Linked DNA regions of Mus musculus: all the other regions are linked to region 3. Evidence: chromatin contacts called from public Micro-C and promoter capture Hi-C data. All regions are on one chromosome and are shown on one strand. Each heading gives the region's core, a stretch centred on a gene start, on an enhancer-like site or on the middle of the called end of the contact. The rest is flanking DNA. Distances are from core to core; before and after follow the strand shown. Region 1 holds the start of A330001L22Rik (a long non-coding RNA gene). Region 2 holds the start of Wnt5a (wingless-type MMTV integration site family, member 5A). Region 3 holds the start of Zmiz1 (zinc finger, MIZ-type containing 1).

Region 1 (3,538 bases), core at 320-2,819, 3.5 Mb after region 3:
AAGTAATTAATAACAATATATCCCCCCACACCCCCTCCAACTTCCACAGCTTACTCGGCCTTCAGAGATTTGGCCTCCCTTGAGAGGTGCGCAGGCTCAGATGCTGGTGCCTCCCCAAAGCCCGGGGAACGCAGACCCCCAGGCGCCCCCGTGCGCTCCGACCTTCGGAGTTGAGTTTTAACGCGGCAGTCGGAGCTCACGGAGCCCGGCGGCGCACACCGGTGAGCGCATGTAATCTACGTGGGACGAGAGCCATTCCACGATTCTACCAGTCTTGAAGAGCTGGGGTGGCCTCCCTTGAACTGCCCAGCGCAATGAGAAAACTACTGGAATTGGAGGAAAAGAGACAAACTGAGCCTAGAAACTGAACCCCCGGAGCGAAGAGGACACCCTAGGCCCGCGCTTGCTCCTGCTCTCCTCAGTTCTGTCCACAGCGTCAACTCTCACTCTCCAGGCCTATGAAAGAGGCCAATATGGCAGGTGGCCCAAGGCCTAGCTTCCTATGCTAGGACCACAGGAGCTGACCAGAGGGTGACACCTTTAGAGCCATACAGTGGGAGACACCGGCAGGCACTAACACCCCGCAGGCTGCAAGCAGCTTCAGAGACCTTACCCGGCAGAGTTTGGGGTTGCCATTCTGCCAAAACGTAAGCTGGACTTCTTACTCCAGAGATCATTCAGGCACCTTCACAAAGGTGCCTGTGATCTTGCCATAGTCTCACAAATTTACCTTTCTCAATTGTCGCAGGAGGATCACAAACAGCCAATGTTCTTAACACACACACACACACACACACACACACACACACACACACCAGCCCCAGCCGCTCTTCTTTCCAAATTACCATTAATCGAGTTACCATCCCATTAACTTTGCCAACCTAAGGAATCAAGGAATAAAATCAAAACTCTGTGAAAGAATACTTACGAGAAAATTATATAACTCACCCCCACCCCAGAAAGTTCTCGTTATCCGCGTGGACAGAAACAGAAGGGAAGGGGGACTGGGATGGTAGGAAAGAAATAGGCTGGCAAACAGAAGGAAAAGTCCCCTGAGCGTGCCCGGTTCAGCTCAGGGTGCGCGGTGGTCCGAACCCGGTCTCCAGGCTGGGCCCCCGCCCCTGCGCAGGGCGCAGATCGGCTCCTGGCTCCCAGCTCTCCCAGCCCCACCATTTATCAAAAGGACTTGACAACAAAAGAAGAGCTCTGCGGAAAAGTGGGGGGAGGGGAAATTCAAAGTCTCCCAAGTCCCTCCGAGCAAGGGGGTGTGTCCTCTTCTCACCCCCTTCTACTTTCTACGAGTTTCTGGGAGTAACCCCGGAGCGGACGTTATGGAAGTCGCCCAGCGGCACAGGAGTGCATACGCACTGTGCACCCAGATCCAGGTACAAGTCAGCATGCACAGCGCCTCCCCTCTTCTTTCCAAACAGCCCGAGCGACGGCGCAAATCGAGGGGAACGCCGAAGTCCCGCTCCGCTTCCCTGGAAGAACCGGTTTCCACAGGCAGCCGCCCCTCCCTCTCGCGTTCCTTCCCTCTCCTCTCCCCGCATAGGTCAGTCCTGTCTGGATGGTCTACATCATGCCGTCCAGCAGCCCGATTAAGTCCCGGCTCCCAGGACTGTCGGGATGGCCAGCGGAGGGTAGTGGCGAAGGACCCGGGAGAGGAGGAGAGCGAGCCTGAGACCTGTTTGCCTATGCACATGGTCAGGCCTCTTCTCTTGAGCTATTCAACTCTCGCTACGAACACGGGTCACAGAATTAAGGAGGTTTATTCTACAAGTAACCTCCAGAACTCGGGCTATATTTGATGGCATGGCTCTTTGGAAAGAAATTCCCGAGTCTGGGGTGGGAACACTACCGAGGTCGACAACTGGACATCCTCAAGTTACATTCCCGGGAGGGATTATGCCAGAGAGGCGGGAAACCTCCGCGTTAGACGTCGCCTCCAGCGTCGTTCTTAGGTACTCAGCAGACCCGAACTGGGCGACCCGGATTGACCGAAGCACCCAAAGGTAGAAGGTGTGTCTGTCTCCACAACCCCAAGAGGGAGTGAGCACATCCCAGGCCGGTGCTCCAGACTAGGAGTCCTGGGTGCACCTGCGCACTTTACTCTCACTATTTCATTTTCCTGACTGTGGACGCCCCTTTCCCCTCTTTCTTTTTCTTACACACCCTCCACACACACAAACACACACACAGGTGCCAGGAGGCTGCTGCTCTTTCCCCCTCCTTCAGTTTCTTCTCGGTCTCTTCCTTCCTCTGTCTCACTCTAGGTCTCTCTTTTTCCCTTCAAGTCTCACCCGCCTTGTAATCAGCAACAAAAGCTGACATAAATCACGGGCAGATTGACAAGAGCTGACAAATAACTGATTGATTGCGGTCGAGGCACATTGACAATTGATGGAGGGGTGGAGATGCCCAGAGAAACAGGGGGTGCGGGGGGGGGGGAGAGTAGCAAGACGAAAGCAAGAATGGGGGGGGGGCTGAAGTGTGAAACAGGGGAAACATGTGACCCCCCGCTCAAGCCCCAATCTGAGCGTCCTTCGGTGTCACGTGACCGGGAAGGGCGGAGAGCCCGGCGCACGTCGCGAGGACGAGCAGCCACCGCCTCCGTTGCCCTTCTAGCTTCTGGTTTCTCTGCTGCTGAACCTCTGGAAATCCAAGCGGGCGGGCAGACTTTCTGCAGCATCGACTTTCCTTACCCGGGTGGCCGCGCCACGCAAAATCTTAATTTCTGAAAAGATTTTTTTTGTATACAGGCTCCCACTCATCCCTGGAGTTGACTGTTCAGCAGGTATCCACATTACCGCCTGCGTTTCTTCTCCCGAAGTCTGTTAACACTCCCTCCCTCCAAAGGTTTCAGTTTGTTTTCCTGCTGGGAAAACGAAGAACGACGAAGAGAAAAAAGAAGGAAGGCGGTAGATGACAAACGTAGAATAAATGTCCATCTCGTCCGGGTAGCGAAATCGAGGGAGGGGACAAGCCGAGGGGCGGCGAAGAGGGAGCTGCCCATTAAAACCAGCTCTGAGATTCCTGGCGGTGGCGGCGGCGCGGGACGCGTCACATCCCCTTGACCCTCCAATCACCTCGGGCTCCCATTTGATTGGAAGGCGGCAAAGGCTTTAATCTCCCCCTCGGTGCAGCTGCTTTTGAAGTGAGTTTCCTCGCCAGAGCCCGGGCTGGACAAGCAGCGACACACATCGCAGAGCGCAGCGCCGGCTCGGGGCCGGGAGAGCGCAGCGCAGGGCGCAGCCCGAGGCAGACACCGCGCACCGCGGGGACACTCCCGCAGTCTGTCCTGCTCTTCTAGCCCCATCACGGCTCCGCTGCGGGCCACCCAGGATTATTCGCTTCTGGCTCCCGGCGGCGAGAAAGCGCGCGGGGCTCCCGCGTCCGCCGCGCCAGCTCCTCCTCCAGCTGCTCCCGCTCCCCGGGCGAGCGCGCAGCCCCGAGCCCGCCCCGCGCATCTCGGAGCCCTCCCCCCGCTGCTCCCATGCGCGCGGGTGGGTCATGAGCACAGCGCCCTCGCTTTCTGCCC
Region 2 (3,252 bases), core at 122-2,621, 3.0 Mb before region 3:
CTCCGCTCAGGGGGCAGGATTAAAGCCACTAGGACCACTACTCCCCGCCCCCAATGCTGCAGTAAAGGACCTGAGCTCACCCAGAGGCCGCTAATAAAGCTAATAACGCGACCCTGCTCCCCGCGCGGGGTGCGCTCTGGCCCCCCGCCAGGCACTCTTAAAGGCACAGGGGCCGGGAACGCTCGGGTTACTCGACCTGGAGAGCCGGGAACTGGGCCCTGATCGGAGGTTGGGGGTGGGGTGTGCGTTGCTCTAGGGTAGGTGGCCCCTAGTTTCCTTAGTCTCGCAGCCGTTTCTCCTAACACAGTCCTCATCCGGCCTCAGAGCTTCAGCCACACAATCTCCGCGTGCCGGTGAAATGAGCGTTTGATATATACTTGATGAATCGAATCATTATCCAGTCACTGAAATACACGTAGTAAAACTACACTCCAGTTCTCGAGGTAAAAAGGCGCGCCGCCTGTGACCCGAACTGTCTTTCCTGCCCTCGCTCTTCTCCATAGTTGAAAAGGTTTGAAGAATAGCCGGTGCAAAAAGTCTCCAAGGACGCAGAGGCAGTGTCCCCAGGGTAAGGGACGAAAAGATAGGAGTCCCTGCCGGCGATATTGGAGTTTAGCTTTCTCCAGGCAGTTAGAGAAATGGAGAGGATAGGGATAGATTGAAAGAGTTCAGTTAACTTTGAAAAGGGGGGGAAAAAGTAGGGAGCGTCCGTGCGCACAGAACACTTACCTTCATGGCGAGGGGGAGGGGGCACGGAGAGGAAGTCGCCACCCGAGCGAAGGCGGCCGAGGAATTCAAGCGAAGCGTCGGGGTTAAGCCTTGGGGGACAATCCAAAGCAGGGCTGCGGAGTCCTCCTGGGCGCGTCGGGTGGGCGCAGCGACCCGGAGCGGAAGCGAGCACTGGCGCCCGGACTCGGGCAGAGGAGTTGGTATAGCGTGGAAATGTGCCCAGGAACCGAGAGGGCGCCGGCGCGCGCGGGCGAGCAGCAAGCGCAGGGCCGAGCGGGGACACAGTGCAGGAGCCGCGGGTCCGACGAGGGCGCGCAGGCGACTGTTCCGCGGCGAGGCGCTCCCTCTCTAACGTCCATCAGCGACGGCGGTAATTAGGGCTTTCCAACCCCAAATGTGGGCGTGATTGTGCAAAAGACTTTACAACAAATAATAAAAAAAATTCTTCACAAGAAGGTGAAAAAAAATGCCCCACTACTCAACTGTGGCCCGAGGCGGGGAAGGAGGGGGGGCAATCCCTGTGCCCAAGATGCCCCCAGTTCATTCACACCACGAATTCTGCAGACTCCAGGCGGCTCACGCCTCCTGATTGTCAGCTCCTCCTCTCTGGGTCTGTGGCCGAAACGTCTGCTTCCAGGGACTGCTCCTGCAGCTGAGTTAGCTAGTGAACCTCTGTGTACACACAGACACACACCCAAACACACACACATACACACACACAAACGCACACACACGCAGACACAGAGACACGCGCTCACACACACACACAGACACACACACACACACACAGAGCAGCAGCAGCGGCGGCGGCTATGGGACCACAGAACAATCAGGCACGCATGGTTTTTTCTCCGGGAGATGCCGCTGAAATCGCACAAGTCGCCATCAGAGCTGCAAGAGTCAGCGCCAAATTTTGTCCTTTCATTTTAGAGTCTGGCAAAAACCAGGCGCAAAGAAAATGGGTTCAAGGCAGCCCTGAACTTTCTGCCGCTTGGTGGCTTGAGCGGTTGATGGACAGCTAGCCTGTGGGGGAACGTTGGCTTCCCCCTTCTGGTCCCCTTCTTTCTTTCTTCCTTTCTTCGGGTTAACCTTCTTCTTTCCACCCCCCCGCCTTTCCAGAGAGAACAGAGCGAGAGGACGGAGGGCGCAGAGCTCCGCGGTGGCGACTCAACTCCAGAGGTCCATGGCGGCCGAGGCTGCCCACCTCCTCGGTCGCGGCCGGGGTCCGAGGGGCGGTCGTGGGGCCCGGCGGAGGCCGCGGAAGGAGATGGCAATGCAGCGGCCGCACAATCCGGACTCCGGACGGCGGAGGCGGTGCCTCGGAGCCTGCAGCAACTTTCCAAGCGATGCGGTGCCCCACAGACTGACTGGCCCAGCGAGGGGACCGCGTGCCCCCCACCCCCGGCCCTCCTGACCAGCTCCCTCACTTTCGCCCTCCCTCTCTCCAGACTCCTCTTTCCCTTGGTGTTCTCAGCGAAAAAAAAATATTTTTAAAGTTGCAGAACCAAACACGGCTGGAGAGGCAAAGGGGGGTGGGGGGGGGAGAGAAAAAAAAAGTCAACTTTGCCTATGCGCATGCGTGATGAGGCTGTCCTATGACAAACTTCTCAGGATTTTAAAGCTGTACTACGGGACAGGGTGCCTGGAGGCGGGGTACGCTCCCCCTTGGGCCCCCTCCTCAAGGCTCCCCATCCCCCAGGCATCTGTATAACGAGGTTCATTTCACTGCTGTTGCCTGCCTGCCTCCTGATCGGCTCAGCTTCTTCCAAAGCCGTCGACCCGTTTGGGGGTCTGAACCTCAACTTTCCGATCCGGACCCCTTGGCTCAACTGTCCCCAACTGCATTTACTGGCACCTCTACAGAAAGGACCTCACTGACATGGATCCTGGTTGGGTTGGGATGTCTCCTTGCGCCCTGGGCTTAAAGCCCGGGCTTGGAGGGTAGAGTGGGCTCGTGCATCTTGCAAAGTCCCTGGTGTCAGAGGTTTGCTAGACAGGACTGTTCCTCACCCCAACGTGGCCAGGCAAGAGTAGAGGTCATGCTGCCGATATGGATCTAGGTGGTGGCTCTCAGGGTGAGAAGACTGTGAAGTTTAGGTGAACCGGGGATCCAGACTCCAGAACTTCTAGACACCTCTAGATAGCTGAAATTGTTAGGACTTCGATTGGATAGAGTGGATGGATAAGCACCACCCTATCCTCCGGTATGCCACAGGTGGCATGCTCAAACAATGTCTCATGGGTTAGTGCAATTCTTTTCTCCATCTTTCCCATCTTCCAACGTTCAAGGGTAGAAGGTAAACACACACACAGACACACACAGACACACACACACACACCACTACACACACTACAAACACACACTGCCACTCCCCACCCCCTACATACCACATACACCCTACACACATACATGTACACATACCACATACACACTACACACACACAACACCACACATGTACCATACCACACACACACATACCACACACATATTAAACACACACACACACACACACTCCACTCAC
Region 3 (3,527 bases), core at 651-3,150:
ACGTTGACCGAGGTCTCGGCATCGAAGCAGAGATCTGGCCGCCGGGCCTTCCAGGGCTCCCGGGTCGGGTGCCGGGATGCCCGGCTCCTTGAGCCCGGGCTGTGGGAGAGGCCCTTCACCCTGCTCCGGGCTGGAGGCACAAGGTGGAACTGTAAACCAGAGAAAGGAAAAGTTTTCGGCAGGTAGAGGGAAGGGCAGAGTAGCCGCGGCGATCCGCTGTCCCCGGGGGAGGGTGGGGGGCCCAAGCCCGCAGTCCTGGCGCGCTCCTGTCCGCTAGCCCTCCCGCCCGGGTTGTTTACATTCCTGGAGTGTCTTTTAAACCGGAGGCTGTGGCCGGCTCCTGGCCTTCTCCCGCGGCTTCGGGGCAGTCTCCCGTGAAAATCTGCTGGCGCACAATGGCCGGGAGAGGAGGCCGCCCCTCTCCCGCGCCCCCACCGCTCCAGGGCGGGGAGCCTGCCCTCTGCACCGCGCCCTCTCCCCGCCTGGCCAGCTTCCTGGACAGATGTCTCCGGCCAGGGGGCGACGCGCTCCCGCAGCCTGCACCGCGACACCGAGGCCGTGCTCCCCACTGTTTTCTCCCTGGCCCTGACGCCAGGAATGTGAAACAAGCTTTCTGAGCTTCCCTCCCACAATCCGGACCGAGCTTCAGCTCCGGCCCGGCCCCTCAATCTCCTCCCGGGTCGGCCTCCCACTCCCCCGGGGCCACCGCCGCCGGAGACAGAGAGGAAGAAAGAACACGGGGAAATTACTTTCGTATTTGCAACGCGCGCGCACACACACACAGACACATCTTCCCCTTGGGCTCGCCTCCCGACTGGGGCAGCCCCGGCCAGGCGTTGGCCTGAAAGCCCCTTCGGCTTCCGAAGCCCGAACGAGAAGCCTCGACACATCTCTTCAACGTGTCCTGCTTCAGCCACGCGCCGCGTTTCCCTGGGCTATTCTCCCCCCAAAACAACTTAACCGCGCCCCCATCTCCCATGTACAAAAGTGTGTTCTCCATAGAAATTCGGAGGCACAACTTAACACCACCAACCCTTGCCACCCTAGAATCCAGCGCCTTCCCGGAGGTTCTCCTACGCACACAGGAGCACAACTTCACATCTTTCCAAAAGAGGCAAGGGAGAAGCAGCCAGTCCTTCCCGGGTCCTCTCCTCCCTCCTCCGAATCCGTATCCCGGCTGGCTCCCGACTGATCGGAGCGACGGCTGGGAGGCGCGCCGGCAGGAGGCGGGCACCGAGTCCGAGCGCACAACCGCACCGGCGCCCCGTACACCCGAAGAACCCCGGGTCCCCGCGCTCATCCGGAGCCGCTCTACACAAGCTGGGCGCTCGCTGGTGGCCAGAGCCTCCGCCCCCGGCGGCCAGAGCAGCGGGCCGAGCCTGCACGGCTGGCTTCTTTCGCCCGGCCAGAGCTAAACCTTTAAGAGGAAAGCCCTAGTATAGTACACGGCGCTCGCACCCCGATGATCCGCCGGGAGCGGGTGGAAGCCTCGGTGTTAACGGGCGCTTGGCTCTGTCCCCAAACTTACCGGGCGCTGCGAGCACCACTGCCACCGCTGGAGGACGCGCCGCCGCCACCGCCGTGTAGGGCAGGCTGGAGCCGGGAGGAGCGCAGCGAGAGCGCGGAAATCCACTCGGCTCCGACTCCGGCTCCGGCTCCTCACCGGCCGGGGCTAGGGTCAGCGCGCTGCGCGGGCGCTGCTCGCTTGCTCTGCAGCCGGATCGCTGCTCGCCCGGCCGGCAGCTTGCTCTCCCGGGCGCCCGCCGCCGCCGCCGCTCGCTTTTTTAATGTCCACAGACAGTGAAAAGGAACTCGGCGTTAGGGGGTGAGTAAGTGAATCAACTCGCCCGGAGCCGAGCAAGTTGAAGTGTCAGATTACATTGGCTATTCTATTTCCAAAGGGCCCCGCGCCGCCGGCCTCCCGCAAAAGCCGGCACGGAGTCACGGCGGGAGCGGAGTGCCGCGCCTCCGGCGCGCAGCTCTGCTTGCCTTGGTTCGCTCTCCATCTGCGCGCTCGCTGCGCTCTCCTTTTCTCTTTTCCTTTCCTTTCCGCCTCTCTCCTTTCCCTTCTTTTCCTCCCTTTCTTCTCCGTTCCCAGGTCTCAGCTCTTTTCCGAACCCTGTTAGGCACCGCGCCACCCTCACCCTCCTCTGCTGCTCGTTCACTCTCGTCCCTCTTCTCGCCTCCCTTCGCTGCTCTTTAACGCCCCCCTCTCCGCATCCCATAAGTTTGGAGCGGAGAGACTGATGTGCCTAGGAAGGGATCACATTGGTAGGAGCAAAATTACTTCCAGAAGGCGTACCCCGCTTCCTACTGGTCCCCTGCAGGAGTGCACTGAGACCTCAGGTGCTGTCAGCTATCTGAATTGGGGTGACTGGATTGCTAATGAGACACTGTGTGCGAAACTTCCATGTAGATTTTGGGATTATTCCTAAAACAGGGTGAGAGAGGGTGAGAGGACCCTAACCTTCACTACCACCGGTGACGCAGGGGAGACTAAAGTGCGCCTCCATTGACATCTTGAGAAAGAGCGAGAGGTGCAGCGAGAACCATAAATACCCACTACTACTTGAAGTTAAGAGCAAGGACGCCTTAGTGCCTGGTAGGGAGCGCCTGGGGCGCTGAGAGCCGAGCGCTCCCGCTTTGCAGAGGTGGAAATAACCCAACCAAGCCCACAGCCCAGGGCTGGGCTCCACTCCTACAGTGGCGAAGAGCACTCACGAAGCAGTTAGGTGCGCTCACTTGCGGAGGTTCCCCTCACAGACCGGCCCCCAAGTGTATCCAAGTGCGCACTCCCTTTGGCTCTTGTCCATTACCACTCACACAGAAACTCCTACACAAACGGCAAACGGGTTTGCGCCTACCTTACAGCATGGCACGCATACTTCTCATAGCACGCATGACCCCCTCCACACACTTGTACACACACTTTCCATCCCAGTTATGCCCGTGCACCTGGAGTCATACAATTGAACACACAAATATAGTGTACACCACCCCCGGTACGTTTAAAAACAAAACAAAACACGAGGCATTCCCCCGTGCACTACCTCTCACATTCGCGTACACATACCACACATGTTCCCCTTACTCTTCCACATCCCTTCCTCAACCCCACCCGCCTCTCGATTAGAGGTAATGTAGTCCTAAAGACAACAAGCGTCTAGGCTGGACCCGCGCGCGCGCGCGCGCGCGCACGCGCTCCCCTTCAGGACAGGCGGGGGAGGCTTGGGTCTGAGCCCGCTAGGGACTCCAGGTGTGGCGATAACTCCGTGCTCCGCGTTTTGCAGGCAGCCACGGTGTCGGAGGCGAGGCGAGGAAGGGAGCTGGAATAACAAAGGCAAGTTGGGAAGAGCGCAAGGGGGCGCAGCCCTGGCCGGGCCGCGGGGGGAGCCCTGCACTGCCGGGTCGTCGGAGGCTGCTTGGCCGCCAGCCGGGGGAACCGGAGGTGGGGAGGAAAAGTGGGGGGAGAGGGGCGGAGCCGCCGCGTGACGTCAGAGAACAATGACACCGCTGGGGGCGGGTTT

Evidence for each region. Promoter capture Hi-C pulls out the DNA fragments that hold promoters and counts their contacts. A called contact is a pair of places that touch in the nucleus more often than the background predicts.
Region 1: a promoter capture Hi-C map of embryonic stem cells shows a contact between it and region 3, with 12 read pairs. The contact joins the promoter of A330001L22Rik here to the promoter of Zmiz1 in region 3. A contact is called at or near these places in 2 of 39 promoter capture datasets (both in embryonic stem cells), 16 of 484 Hi-C or Micro-C datasets (embryonic stem cells and stem cell-derived epiblast-like cells) and 2 of 115 datasets of contacts at active chromatin or transcription factors (both in embryonic stem cells).
Region 2: a contact with region 3 is called in a Micro-C map of embryonic stem cells, with 8 times the contacts expected there. The contact joins the promoter of Wnt5a here to the promoter of Zmiz1 in region 3. A contact is called at or near these places in 1 of 39 promoter capture datasets (embryonic stem cells) and 6 of 484 Hi-C or Micro-C datasets (all in embryonic stem cells).

The regions. Positions count from the first base shown.
Region 1 is chr14:21,987,506-21,991,043 of GRCm38.p6, reverse strand. It overlaps A330001L22Rik (a long non-coding RNA gene), which reads right to left and starts at 1,569. Exons shown (of 2, transcript XR_001781181.2): 1 at 1-1,569. Zfp503 (zinc finger protein 503) reads left to right here and starts at 1,443. Exons shown (of 3, transcript NM_145459.3): 1 at 1,443-2,019; 2 at 2,760-3,538. The coding sequence starts at 3,511.
Region 2 is chr14:28,503,592-28,506,843 of GRCm38.p6, reverse strand. Wnt5a (wingless-type MMTV integration site family, member 5A) reads right to left here and starts at 1,371. Exons shown (of 5, transcript NM_009524.4): 1 at 730-1,371. The coding sequence starts at 735.
Region 3 is chr14:25,457,558-25,461,084 of GRCm38.p6, reverse strand. It overlaps Zmiz1 (zinc finger, MIZ-type containing 1), which reads right to left and starts at 1,900. Exons shown (of 24, transcript NM_001310666.1): 1 at 1,529-1,900.